Regions from separate parts of the Mus musculus genome. Here regions 1 and 2 are each linked to region 3. Evidence: chromatin contacts called from public ChIA-PET and promoter capture Hi-C data. All regions are on one chromosome and are shown on one strand. The core of a region is the stretch at or near the end of the contact, and the rest is flanking DNA. Distances in the headings are between cores, read along the strand shown. Region 1 holds the start of Rras2 (related RAS viral (r-ras) oncogene 2). Region 2 overlaps Rras2 (related RAS viral (r-ras) oncogene 2). Region 3 holds the start of Btbd10 (BTB (POZ) domain containing 10).

Region 1 (4,709 bases), core at 1,127-3,626, 750 kb before region 3:
GCCGCCTCCCCAGCCGGGTGGGCACCTGTCCTCCGGTCCGGAAGGTGGCCGGCTGTCCCCGGCCCACACAGGGTGCTGCCTCAGCGCCTCTGTGCTTCTGCCTGTTCCAGAAGCTGTCAGGTTCTCTGGCGCACCCTCTCACCTGTTCAGACTAATTTCCTAAGTTCGGCGGGTCTCGGACCAAGATCGCAGCAACTGTTCTTAACCTCTGATCTCTGACCCCTACCTCTTTTTATTTTTTGTGACAGGGTCTCACTATGCAGACCTAGCTGTCCTAGAACTCAAGATGTGGAGCAGGCCGGCCTTAAATTCACAGAGACTCACCTACCCACCTCTGCTTCCTGAATGCTGGGATTAAAGGCATGTACCACCATACTTCATATTTTTCAGTGTTTTTTTTTTAAGATTTATTTATTTATTTATTTTATGTGTATATGAGTACACTGTCACTGTCTTCAGACACACCAGAAGAGGGCATTAGATCCCATTACAGATGGTTGTGAGCTACCATGTGGTTGCTGGGAATTGAACTCATGACCTTTGGAAGAACAGCCAGTGCTCTTAACCCCTAAGCCAACTCTCCAGCCATTTCTGTGTTTTTAAATTAAATTTACAAGATGGATACAAAGTAATAGGTAAGCTTCATTATGGCATTTCCATACACATGCACTATGACGCTTCATTCAAATTTGCCCCTCCCCTATACTGCCCTCCCAGGACCCTCCTCCTTCTCTCTGGCTGGTTCCCTTCTGGATTCAGGGGCACTTTTGTTTGGTATGTATACACAGCCATCTCATGGTAATCAATTTTCACTTGACTCCCAGGAGAGAGTTAAAAACTGTGTGGTCTTTTACGCTGTGGCCTCGGAAGCCATTCTGTATCTCCCCTACTGTATTCTACTGGCTTCATTCAGGGCACGAAGTGTTCAAGAACTGGAGGGCATATTGTAAAACCACCATGCTTAGCCCACACTGTATTAAGCACTGCGTTTCTTTGTGTATATATGTGTTTGGGTGGGATGTCTGCTCGGCAGTGAAGGAACTGTGGAGGGCAGAGAACAAGTGTTGGGGGTTGCTTTTCTCCCTGCCTGTGGGTCCCAAAGATCAGGTCGGTAGGCTTGCGGGTGCGCCATCCACTGGCTCGGGCCCTTATTTGAGAGCTTATTTGGAAGCTGAGGCACAGAGCTTAAGTTCCCATCGCTATGCCATTAGCAAAGCAGGCAGGATTTGAACCAGTGTACCCTCTGAGAAGACCACAGCCTCCATCTTACGTGGCCTCTATAGAGATATCCCTACCACATCCAAGTCACACACAGTGAGTTTCTATTTATATCTGCAAGCTTGTAAACTCCCCCGAGAACGTTCAAAACCACACAACAGAATGTGTCCTTTTGCCATCTCTGGCTTCTGCATATCATGGTTTTCTTTTCTCTCTTTCATTCTTCCTATCTTTTCAGACTAGGTCTCACTCTTCCAGCCCTGGCCTGGAACTCACTATGTAGGTCAGGCTGGCCTTGAACTCTTTGAGCTTCCAGAATACTGGAACTAAAGGCGTGGGTTACCACACACGGCTCAGCTTGGTTTTCTTTCCCTGGAATACTTTTCTCCCATTCACTCATCTGTTTACAAGATTATTCCTCGGGTCTTTGGGAAAACCTTCTCTGACTAGCCAGCTCTGGGGTAAGTGCACCTTGGACCTCAGTGCTGAGCAGCTGTTGTTCTTACAATTATGTCTCACAAGGTGCCTATTGTCCCGGCTGCCTCCTCCTCTGGACTCTAAGGGCAAGGGCCTGATCATGTTCGTAGAAGCTGTGCTAGCAAGGAACACGCTCCTCCTAAAAAACATGTCACCAACCTGCAAATTTCTCACGACCCTCATACACAATTATCACACATTTTTTCACACATAGACATAGGAACAAAGATGTTACGCCCCAGATCTGTCCACATGCACTGTGGCCCCGTGCAAGCTCAATCACTACCCACTCTCTCACTGTCACTAGACTATCATATGTTCAGGTACCGCTACAGGTCTCATTTTCTTCAATCGCTGCCTTATACTTTTTTTTTTTTTAAACAAATACAGTCACCATCTGCATTCCGAAAACAGGGTATGGAGTTGAGTGAATATGACAACAGTTCTATTTTTCATCCACGCCATCACAGGCTGTTTCTTTCATGAACACGATCCCTGATTTATGCAATCACTGTCACCGCCGTCCATCTTCCCGGTTTCTTCCTTCTCCTCCCGGTGCTCTGAGGGCAGGTCTGCAGGGTCTGCTGCCTAGGGCGCTCCAGAGTCTCCGCCTGGGCGGGCGCGGCCTAGCCCCGCCCCCTCATGCATATGTAGTACCCCAGCCCAGCGGCCCGGCCCCCAGACGGCCATTTGTAGCGGTGCCGAAGGCTGCGTTCGGCTGCGCTGCAGATCCGCGAAGAAGAGCGCGCTCCCTGGCCGCTGCGTCCTCTGCCCTGGAGCCTTCCCGGCTCTCCAGCGTCTCGGGCAACTCCCAGCCGGTCCGAGGGATAGCGCTCCGCGGCCCTCCAGGCCACTCACGGACCCCGCGCGCTCTACCGCCTGTAACCCAGCCGGCCGCACTCGTCCCCGGAGCCGGGCCTAGGGCGCGCGGCGGCCGGGCTGGGCTCGGGGCGTCCCGATGGCCGCGGCCGGCTGGCGCGACGGCTCCGGCCAGGAGAAGTACCGGCTCGTGGTGGTCGGCGGTGGCGGCGTGGGCAAGTCGGCGCTCACCATCCAGTTCATCCAGGTGCCTGGAGACGGCCTGCGGGGTGGCGGCGGCGGCGGGGTGGCGCTACCTGTGGCCGCGGCGACCCCGCCCGGGGCGCGCGGGTGCGGGGCTCCGGCGCGTGCGGTGCGCGCGGGTGCGGTTTGCGCGGGGCCAGGGCGCGCGGCTGCGAGGGCAGGAACAGTGAGGAGTCGGCGCTGCGCTCCTGCCCTGCGGCCACGGCGCCGCGCTACTGCCCGCCAGGCGCCCGGCGCGGCGTCCGGGGAGTCGGGCTTCTCAGGAATGTGGCCCGGAGGGCGGAGCTGGCCGGGTGGGAAGCGCAGTTCCACCTTATCACTGCGGTCAGGGCGGGAGCCCGCGGGTTGCAGCCGCGCCGCGGTGCCGGGCTTCCTGCCCTGAGGGCCGGAGTGGGGACCCCGCGCCTGCCTCGGTGGCAGCGCTGGCCCGGGCTACTTGGCGGCGGCTTCGCGCCGCCGGCTCCCAATAGTGTTTTCTCTTTGTGTGTGTTTGAGCTTCTCTTACAAGTAGTCTGTTTGGTGGTACGTCCGGGTGGGAGTGTTTGATCGTGCCCTAGGGAAATAATGGCTTCGAGGAAGTTAAAAATGTGCTTTGATAGGGGCGAGACCATTTCCTTGGAATTCCCGGTGCCTGCCTGCTTCGCGCTTAGGTGAAGTTTGGGGTGAGCCCCGCTAGGAGGGGACGAGTATGAGTTGTGTGTTGCACCCTTCTCCCCCCCCCCCCCTATTTTCTGTTTGCTGGAGGAGGAAAGTCGGGTTGTGGCAAAGAAAAGGAAGGTGAAATTTGTCTTTAGATTTTATTCTAGGTTAAGACGCCCGAGTGATTTTCCTTTCTCTTCTTTTTGATTTTTAAAAGCAAATGCAGATCTCCTTGCTTTTGTCACCCTGAAAGGCGTGGCATATGTTGGGAAGAGAGCGCAGGTACCCTGCTAAGTAACAAAGGTATTTTTACTGTATTAAAGAGGACGGGTAGCAAAATGTTTTTGTGTGTGTGTGTGTTTGTTTTGTTTCACCCATTTGTTGAATTGATAGAGTTAAATAGCTTATTTTATTTCGATGTAACTGTGGTGTTTATAGTGTTATTAAGACGCACAGTTCCATAACCTAAATGATAATTTTCACATCGCGTGAATGAACAGTAGCTGCTCCTGTAGTAATTCATGGAATTAAAAAAGTGCTGCTCAACTTTTGTATTCAGAGAGGATGCTTATGTCATGAGCGTTGACAGTATGCTCAGTGGCGGTGGCAGCGGCAGCGGCTGCAATGGTGGGGGGCGTTGGTTTATGTTTACCAGTCTTCAGTCTGGCTTTTTGGCAGTTGTTATTTGCCTGGGACCAAAAGAGACTTAAGTGGCTGACAGCAAAACAAGTCACAGCTAAGTCTCCCTGGTGGCTGGTTTTGGAGGGAACCAAGAAGGCAGAGGATGGTCCTGGGTCCCAGAACCGGTGGATAACATTACTTAGATTTAAGTCAGAAGCATTTAAGTTTTTGAGGGAAGGACTATCTGAATATGATTGTTTCCACAAGTTAGGGTATTTGCGAAATAGTTTAAAAAACCCTTACACTCCAGGTGATTACTGTCTTCCTCAGGACCTTCTCGAATTCATTTGTTGACGACTTTGTGAGTAGTCTGGTATCTAGAGGCTCAAAAATGAGGTCAAGTAAAGACATGCATGGCCATGATGTATGCAGATAAGGACCTTTGAATTCTACAGACTTGAATATGTGCCTTTGGTTTATTGGCTATGAAAACACCCAAGTAGCTTTTCTGTGCCTCAACTTTCTTACTAGTTAAATAGCTCTCAGTACATGTCCTTTATAACTTTTGCATTATGAGAAAGATCTTCGAGTTGTGTTGAACATGCAATGTGTACTGTGTTGATAATAGTCACTTTAGTAAGTGTGAGAGATGAGACCTTTAGATGCAAGGGGATTTGAAGAAGTCAGTGTTG
Region 2 (4,521 bases), core at 330-2,829, 700 kb before region 3:
CGGATCCCCTAGAGTACTGGTTCTCAACCTTCCTAATGCTGTGGCTGACCCCCAACCCTAAAATTATTTTTGTTGTTACCTCATAACTATAATTTTGTTACTTTTAATGAATCGTAATGTAAATACCAGTGTTTTCCTATAGTCTTAGGTGACCCTGTGAGAAGGTGGTTTGGAGGAACCCCCCCACCCCAAGGTTGAGAACTGCTGCCCTTGGGGTTGTTGGAGTTATACCCCTAGGGGTAGTTGTGAGTCACCAGAGTGACTGAGGATCAAAATCAGACCCGCTGGAAGCTATGGAGTTTTACCACTGAGTCATCTTGGCTCTGACCCTTGGGTTGCCTTTGAAGTTCTCTTTATGTAGGCCAAATGGTGGGACCTCTAGCAGTCCTCTGAGAGCTTGGCCTTGTGGGTGCACACGCTGATCAGGCTGGGAATCTGCAGATCCATAGTGCAAGAGGGTGGAGTGGAGGGAACGGAAGAAGCTGCAAGGTGAGCTGCCTGGATGTCCTGACTGCTGGGTGGAGCCCACACAAAGCCACCTATACAGGGACGCCACGCACTGATGGCTAACTGACAGATGACGACTTGCACCAGGAGGGACCCATGAAAGCCTCTTTGATTCAGGGTTGAGAGTTGTAAGTAGGTTTCTCTAGAGCCTGAGAATTTTATGTCACACACCCCATTCTAGGGACTCTCCCAGGAAACCCACAGGCATTCATGAGAAAGAACATCAAAGTTGATTGGTGTGGTCTTTGACTCTATGCTCTCCTTCAGTTCCTACCCAGGAGCCAGAGATAATGTTGGTGTGGAGCAGGAGAGATGCATAATAAAGGACAGTGCTGCCTTGGCCACCCGTGTTTTACTGAGGCGGGGCTGGGTGGGGGGTTGCCAGGTGAGTGCCGGCAAATATGATCGAGACACCGGAAGAGGTGCATTGAATGTTGAAATTAGAAAGTTCCTGAAAACCACTTGAAGAAGATACTAGTTACAGAGTGAAGACAATGTGTGCTCTCTTGGATTCTGTTCAGGAGCAAGGAGCAACTTGTAGAAGGGCCTAGGGAGAAGTTTACATGTAAAGCCCAGCGGGGTTATTTATTTATACATGTCCCACGTGCACATTTGTGAAAAGGGGAAGTGAGGTAACAAGAGAGACACTGAGTTTTACTCAGTCTACCTCATGGCTCTGAAAACGGGTAAACAGGTAGGTGTTAATTACATGCTAATTATATATATACACATATATATATACACATACATACATACATACATACACACACACACACACACACACACACACATATAATCAGATATGCCCCATTACTCTCCTTCTACTGACTCTATTTCTCTTCCTACCTAGTCCCTCTTTATTTGCCTGTAGATTTTATTTTTATGACTCAGTGAGTTTCATTAGGTTGTTTACAGGATCCTAGGTGAGAAAGTAAGATTTTTTTTTTTTGAAGGTTAAGAGCCTTCTTTGTGGGCATGGCTGGAACCTTGCACCTTGTGCACTCTAGGCAAGCGCTTTACCACAGAGCTGCCCCGTCAGCCCCAGGGGAAGAGGCTGGCATGGGAACATGTGATCATTTTCCCGTGAGAGTGTGGGGTATATGCACTGTAATTTAATAGGCCTACTGTGTGTCATGTGTTGTGCTCTGTACACGTGCCCCCCCCTCCCCCCAAGGCAGTGAGGTTTTTTGTTTGTTTTTTTTCTGTCTCATAGGCAAGGAAGCTGAGGTTCAGACGCACACGAGCTGTGTGGTTTCCTACATGGAGGACAAACAGAGCTAATTTACCCTCAGTCTCTTTCTGCTTCTCTCCGCTGCCTACACACACACACACACACACACACACACACACACACACACACACGGGACAGAGGTGGGGAAACTCAGCCAGCGTGTCCCACACTGGGTGGGGAGAATAGAGGACATGGTGGTCACTCGAGACTGGCAGCCTGATTCCCAGGGGCAACGGTGTGGACTTCTGTTCCTTGGAAGAGGGAATGGGTCCTTGCACCTCTTATCTAGGAGGTTATCTTCCTTCTTGCCACATTTAAAGTAGACTTTGGGTTATGCCTACCTTATCCTTTTTAAAAGCAAGATTTATTTATGTATTTTCCGGGCCTGAACGCTTTGCTATCCGTGTGTATGGGCGCTGCATTTGTCCCTGGTGCTTCAGGAGGACAGACTTTTGATCCCTTGGAACAAGAGTTACAGATGGTTGTGAGCCACCACCACGTGGGTGCTGCAAACTGAACGCTGGTCCTCTGCAAGAGTAGCAAGTGCTCTTACCTGCTCAGCCACCTCTTCCGCCCTTGCAGAGTTATTCAGTTCGCCTAAGGGCTCAGGCATCTGTCCAGCGTGGCTTCTGGACTTGACTTTCAATCCCCTGACTGCATAATCATGCATCGTCTCGCCTTGCTGCCTGCAGCCAGCCTTTATAAATCCTCTAATCAAGAAACCAAGCAGCTACCAAATCTCAGGTTCTGCTCTATTTTGTCATAGGGAAATGTAAAACTTGTTCTGTGGGTAAAAGTGTCTGTAGGGCCATGCTGAATTTCAGTGTTCAGGGTAGGCTCTTAAGGACTTTGCATCTAGACTGTTTCAGAATCCCCTCCCAAGAGAACTGGGCAGGACCTCAAGAAGATGACAGGGGTGTGGGTTTATAAATCTTGCCTTTTCTCATATTTTTGGAAATATTCTTCCTTATTTTATAGGCCAATAGAAAATTTGGTATTCAGTGAATTTTTATTAAATAATAATTCTTAGGCTCTGATGACCTTATTAGCATTGGGTCTGAATTTAAACCGTAGTCTTCCTGCTTGTTTATTGAGTGGCCTTGAAGAAGTAGTGCAGTTCTCTGATGTAAAAATGTTTGTAAAAGGGGGGAATCTGTTGGAGGGTCCTTGTGAGGATAAATGAGAAAATCTACTGAGTAATAAGCAAGGCAGATGCGCAGCCGCACTGCCTGCAGGTCTTGCCTGGCCTGTGATTTGCTGGGGAAGGCCTTCTCCTTCCTCTCTGGCAGTGTTCCTGTCTTTACCCTGCTTACATTCTGGCTGGGTGGGGGAAGGAATGGATGATTTAAGGTTTTTTTTTTGTTTGTTTTGTTTTGTTTTGTTTTTGTTTGTTTGTTTGTTTGTTTTTTAATGTACGTGTGTAGCTGAGAGAGGGCAGGAGCAGGGAAGAGGGAGAAAGAAGGAGGAGGCCTAGAAAGTTTCCTGAGGTCAGCTCAGGATGAGGGCATGAACCCTTAGCTTCTCGATTTGACTATGCAGTTCTCTTCATTTTATTAGCATGTATGAATTATACAATAATGACTAAGTGATAGCTACTCATTTTGATCGTATTCACTCCCATTAACCGATCTTGCCCTCCCTCCCACTTCTGCAGAATCCCCCACCCCCACCCCTGTCTTCCCAAATCTAACTCTGTAGCTTTTACAGTTTGCATTTTTTTGTTGTTGTTTTTTTTTTTTTTTTTTTTTGTTTTTTCGAGACAGGGTTTCTCTGTATAGCCCTGGCTGTCCTGGAGCTCACTTTGTAGACCAGGCTGGCCTCGAACTCAGAAATCCGCTTGCCTCTGCCTCCCGAGTGCTGGGATTAAAGGCATGCGCCATCACGCCCGGCTCAGTTTGCATTTTTTTTTTTAAAAAAAATTAGGGTGGAATCTGTCAGATACATGTAGTAGTTCTGTTGTCCATGTAACACACCTGTGCCTTTCAATATCTGATACTTTGAGAGATTTTTTACTTTTTTTTTTAAAATTTATTATTATACCCTTCCTTATTCACTGTGTCCTTTTAAAAGCTGCCAAGCCTCCCGAGTGTGGCATGGGCTCAGAAATGCTCAGGCTTGTGTTTGCCCTGTCCTGTAGTCCCTCTGATCCAGCCCCCTTTCCTCACCAGGCCCGTGAGACTTAACCCAAGTGCTGGATCCCTAGTCTCCGGTGTGGACCAGACTCCACCCTGTGGCAGTGTTTGGGAACTGCACTTTCACACCGGGCTGGCTTTAAGAGAAAGTGGTTGTCGCCACTGCCCCTTGGAATGCGGAAGGGCAATTCATTCTTGTCACCTCTTCCCCATTTTCCTGCTCCACCAAGCCTGCTGCCAGTGAGTAGTCCTCTTTGGAGGCCAAGCAGAGAGTTCGCAGACTGAGGCTATGGAAGCGTGCCTGCTCACCTGGGCGTACCATTTTGTAGCTATTGCAGACAAATTTACCCAGACCAGATCGTATGGGGGAAGGCAGTAGATCTCTCTGCGCAAGTGGAATAACTTATCCAGTGTGGGTGGTCTCCCTGTCCTTTGTTCTCGCCAGGACTCCCCTCCACATATCCTTTAATGTGCTGCCGGCAAAGCCCCAGGAAACCCACCCTCCCTTCTGTAGCTTTTGGTCTACCCTGCTTTCCGCTTTCTAGTGCTGTCCCCCAGCCTCCATGTTATCTGCTGCTGGAGGGTTTGTTTGTTTGTTTTTCCTTGGACAGTTACTGGGGCTCTGTGAACACAGTTCCCATGCATAGTGGC
Region 3 (4,239 bases), core at 488-2,987:
TCCAAATTCAGTGAGGGACACTGTCTCCCAAAATACAGTGGAGGATTACTGGGAAATGCCAACATCAATTTCTGGCCTCCACAGCATGCACACATATGCAACTGCATACTCACATAACTGCCTGCCTCTGCCTCTTGAGTGCTGGGATTAAGGGCATGCACCATGGCCTGGTCAAAACCTTTCATTAGAAAAATGACAGCTTCAATTTAGACATAAGGGAATGAAGAATCCAGTTTGATCTTTACCCCCAACTTGTGCTACAGTTACTTTATTTGAGATAAATTACAGAAAACTGTATCAAGATTGGGGAGGACTTTGCTATTGTTGAGGGTTTCCTTGAGGTTTCTTTGAACATTATTCATATTCAAGCCTCATTAGCTTGCTCTTTTTACAATGTTTTTAAGATTTTCAGCAATTTCCAAGAATGTAGAATGTTGGCTATAAAAAAACGTGTACACTATGTAACAATAATCTTTGTCTTCCTTTGGTCTCTGATATTTAAGCATTTTCAGGAGGAAAGTATGCCTGCTACCAGTTTTCCACTTCAAATGATAATTTACTTAGCATAAATGTTGGTTTGAAAAACACGTGGTATCACATATGGGACCCAAGGAATTTTTTCTTACAGTAACTAGATTTTAAACAAAGTTCTTTTCACAAAACAGTTTTCTTACCAAAATACTGAAACATGTATTGGGTTTTGTTTATGCCCTTCCCTCTCTTCTCAAAATGGGGGAACTTCTACTGATCTTTAAAATTGGACTCAAATGCCACTCCCTAGTGGAGGGCTGCTTTTTGAGATGAGATCTCACGTTAGCCCAGAAACACCTGGAACTCAATCTTTCAGCTTCTGCCACCCTTCGCAATCCCAAGACCAGAGGAGCGAGCAACTGCACTGAGGGGTTCTCAACAGGATTGTCTCAGATCAGCTCCTACAGCTCACTCACTAAGGGGAGTATGTTCTGTAGCAAGCATAAAGAGGATTATCCGTTCCTCTGTGGGTCTGAGTCCCGGGAGGGGAGAGTTTTGAGCGCCGGGGAGGTGACTTCCTCACTTTTCCATCTCTTTTAGAGCCTCCCATCAGGCACACGGTGGGTTCGGTGACACCGGAGTGCTACTTTGGCGAGCTTTTGCCCGCCAGAAACTCAACCCATTCAGCTGATTCTCCGCGTCCCAGAGGTGGCGCCACCGCAGGCGTGTCAGCTGGTGCACCGGTTCCCGCCAACAACAGAGGGTTTCAAACCAAGCAGAGCGTTGCAAACCAAGCGGCGGCCGCGGGGAAGCGGCGACCTCCGGACCACCGCCTGCCAACGCCTCGTGCTGCCCGTACCAGCTCGCGGACCCCGCGGAGGAAGGCGACCCGGGCGTTCGCCCTGCTGACAGAAACGCTCTCCTAGAAGAAGACTCCCAGGCACTGCTTTTACTGGCCCGGAGACGCCGTCCGGCTTTTGCCTAACGGTGACAGGAAGCGTGGAGTGAGGGTGTGCTCAGAGGTGTGGAGGTGGCCTGAGACTGCTCTTGGCTCACCGCGCAGAGAAGCGCTCGCGGGGAAGCTACGGGACAGCACTGCCAACCGAGACCGCGGAGACACTACTCAGGCTCTCAGTGCCCCGGTGACACGCCTACTGTGGGAGGAGCTCCGTCCTTCGCGCGAGAACTCGCTTCGCCTCACCTCTTCCTAATGCGAAGTCTCGCGAGAAGCAGCTAAGGAGCCGGCCTGCAACCTGCCGGGGCGGCTCTGGTAGGCGCAGCCGGTGGAGCGGCCGCCTCACACCTAGCACCGGAGGGGTCCGGTTCAGTGGGCGGAGGGAGCGGAGCGTCGCTCTCTCTTGGAGCTCTTCCCCAAGACCCTCGGTGGACGTCTCAGGGGCCAGCAGGTTGGAGCGGGCCGGGTGCGGGCGGCTGGGTTTGTAGTGGAAGCCGAGGGCGAGGCTAGCTGCTGTGAACCGGGCTCCGGGAGGCTGGCGGCGGCTCCAGGAGCGTGGGGCGCGGTGCTCGGGGCTGCCCGCTTGAGCACCGGGTCCGGAGAGGCGGGGAAGGGAGCTGCTTTTTGGGTTAGGAGTCTGGAGGCCTTTTCCCAGGGGAAAAAAAGCTATTTTCTCACACCTCCTTTCCAGGGCAGAGTAACCCAGTGCCCCGCCCCTTTCCTGTCATCTTTGGGTCACCGCGGCGACAAACCGAAGAAGGCGCATCACAATAGGGCGGTGAGTAAGGCTCCCAGTTTGGGGATAAGGTGGTGGGGGAGTTGCCCTTTGGATGGAGGATGAGACACCTGTGATGTGCTGCTGTGTGCTTTTATTCTGTAACCGTTTCAACGAGGGTAAAGCTTGGTTTCCCACTCTAACTTGCCCAGAAAAGGTTCAGATTTATTCTCTGTGAGTCACAAGCCCTCTGACACCCCTGATTTTGGGGTATGGGCTGGAGGGGACCTGAGATTTCACTTAGTTTGTCAATGTGGGTTAGTGTGCTGTGCCTAACCTCGGTCTTTCCCGGGTTCCCATGTCTTTTTTTTTTTTTTTTTTTTTTTATCTCTTTAAAATTTTGAGTCTTAGCCTCTTATTGGTATTTGGAGTCCACGACCAGGCTATAAAAAAGTTTTCCACTTTGTGCATTTAGTATAGGAAATTATTTTATAGCCATGTAAGAGTCTGCACGCTTTTTATTTCAGCTAACAATCTGAATGAAGCAGTACAGTGTATTGATTGGCAGTTGGGTTTCTTTCTGTTCTTGCCTGCCTCCCACTCTTCTCTTGCCCCACCAGCCCAATTTGATCCAAACTTTTTAGAGAGGGGTTTAGGGATGAATTTTGAATGAAATAGACTGTAGAAATTGGATGGAAAGATAAAATAAGACATGTGAATGTAAAGACTGAACAAGTTTCTGCGCTGGAGAGTCCATCTAGAACTCAACCGTGGGCATTGAACCAAGGACTGATGCTGAATATTAAGCAGAAAGCAGTAGAAAGTACTTGGAAAATTACTAAATGGGAGGTAAAGATGAGTTAATATAGTTTTCGAGGACAGTTAATTTTGGAGATTTTAGGCTTAATCGTTTTTTCTAACACAGAGGTTAGTACTCAGCGCTTATTCTTATGGGTTGAGAAAAGGTAAGAAGGAAGCTTCAGGAACATGAGGGTGGTTAGGACCCAGAGCAACGGAGTTCAGAAAGTTCTGCGAGATGTTTTGCTTGTTAGACATTTTTTCACACTATTCAAACTTCCAGGTAGGCTTTTTACCTCCTGTATTATCCTCCCACAAGTCTGAATTTTGTTCTGTTCTTCACAAAGACTTGTGTATTTTTTTAAACATTAAATGAAATCACAAAGAACTGTGGTCTGCTTTGTGACCATTTACATTTAAATGGTCTCATGGAGTGTACAACTGAACTGGAGATACTCTGTCTCTCAGAGAGATAAGAATGAGTAAGTTTCACATGCCTTCAGGTACTAGGCAGATAATGAGCATGTCAGTGCGCTAGAGAGCTTCTCTCCTCTGAGCCGTATTCAGTCCGTCTGATTAATTGTATGAATGTGCAGTCAGTTGTCAGCCTTCTTAAAAGAATATAGGAACTCTAGAATTTTAAGTGCGACTTCCTGATATTTGAAATATTGACAAGTAAAACAAAGATACCTTCATGTGACCCAGCCAAACCCAGTTGTATTTTAACATAAAAGTATTTTAGAGCTATGTTTTATGTCTTGGTTTAGGAAGCTGTATATAGGTCAGAATTAATTTTATAACTAGAAACAAGCTTAAGTCAACTATGTCAGTTTGGAATTACAAATTTTTAGAAAGACTGTGAAAAAATGTCAGCTCTTAATAAAATAGTTTAGTGCCCTTTAAATATAGGGCTACAGATTAAACAGATAATTTCTAAAGTAGTCTCTCATTGTCTGTCTACACTTTTGTTTTTTTTGTAGTTTATTGCTGGTTTGAAATCATTAAATGGAAAAAAAAATCTATAAATAAGAAGCACATAATTTTTAAATTGCATACTATTCCAAGTTCAATGATAAAATCGTGTTTCTCACACTACCCTGCCTGGAATGTAAACCACCCCTTTCTCCAGTGAATCTGACTAGGATATGCTCCCATCCATCTGCTACTTTAGTAGTAATTTGTTTATCAGACTGACTGATAATTTTACAGTGTGGTCAAGAACCCTTATTTTATTTAATGATGGCCCACAGTACAAAAGTAGTGCTGTTACTAATTCGTCTATGTCAACAAGAAGCCATAA

What was found. Promoter capture Hi-C pulls out the DNA fragments that hold promoters and counts their contacts. ChIA-PET counts read pairs in DNA pulled down with a chosen protein or histone mark.
Region 1: a promoter capture Hi-C map of embryonic stem cells shows a contact between it and region 3, with 2.8 times the contacts expected there. The contact joins the promoter of Rras2 here to the promoter of Btbd10 in region 3. A contact is called at or near these places in 7 of 39 promoter capture datasets (the 3T3-L1 cell line, the C10 cell line, embryonic stem cells and 3 more), 5 of 484 Hi-C or Micro-C datasets (B cells, embryonic stem cells and palatal mesenchyme), 3 of 115 datasets of contacts at active chromatin or transcription factors (astrocytes, embryonic forebrain and forebrain) and 1 of 9 other capture datasets (liver).
Region 2: an RNA polymerase II ChIA-PET map of memory CD8 T cells shows a contact between it and region 3, with 50 read pairs. The contact joins the enhancer-like site here to the promoter of Btbd10 in region 3. A contact is called at or near these places in 4 of 39 promoter capture datasets (the 3T3-L1 cell line, embryonic stem cells, liver and 1 more), 4 of 115 datasets of contacts at active chromatin or transcription factors (T-cell acute lymphoblastic leukemia, embryonic stem cells, large pre-B cells and 1 more) and 1 of 9 other capture datasets (macrophages).

The regions. Positions count from the first base shown.
Region 1 is chr7:114,115,448-114,120,156 of GRCm38.p6, reverse strand. Rras2 (related RAS viral (r-ras) oncogene 2) reads left to right here and starts at 2,376. Exons shown (of 6, transcript NM_025846.2): 1 at 2,376-2,761. The coding sequence starts at 2,654.
Region 2 is chr7:114,066,444-114,070,964 of GRCm38.p6, reverse strand. All of the region lies in intron 1 of Rras2 (related RAS viral (r-ras) oncogene 2), which reads left to right. Among named protein-coding and RNA genes, the nearest start is that of Gm51454, 32 kb to the right of the region's middle. Within about 2 kb of position 1,579, at least 89 of the 459 cell types and tissues checked have an H3K27ac peak or open chromatin away from gene starts, as enhancers often do. A contact at or near this core is called in T-cell acute lymphoblastic leukemia and memory CD8 T cells, where this site is marked.
Region 3 is chr7:113,366,837-113,371,075 of GRCm38.p6, reverse strand. Btbd10 (BTB (POZ) domain containing 10) reads left to right here and starts at 1,737. Exons shown (of 11, transcript NM_133700.2): 1 at 1,737-1,877; 2 at 2,118-2,204.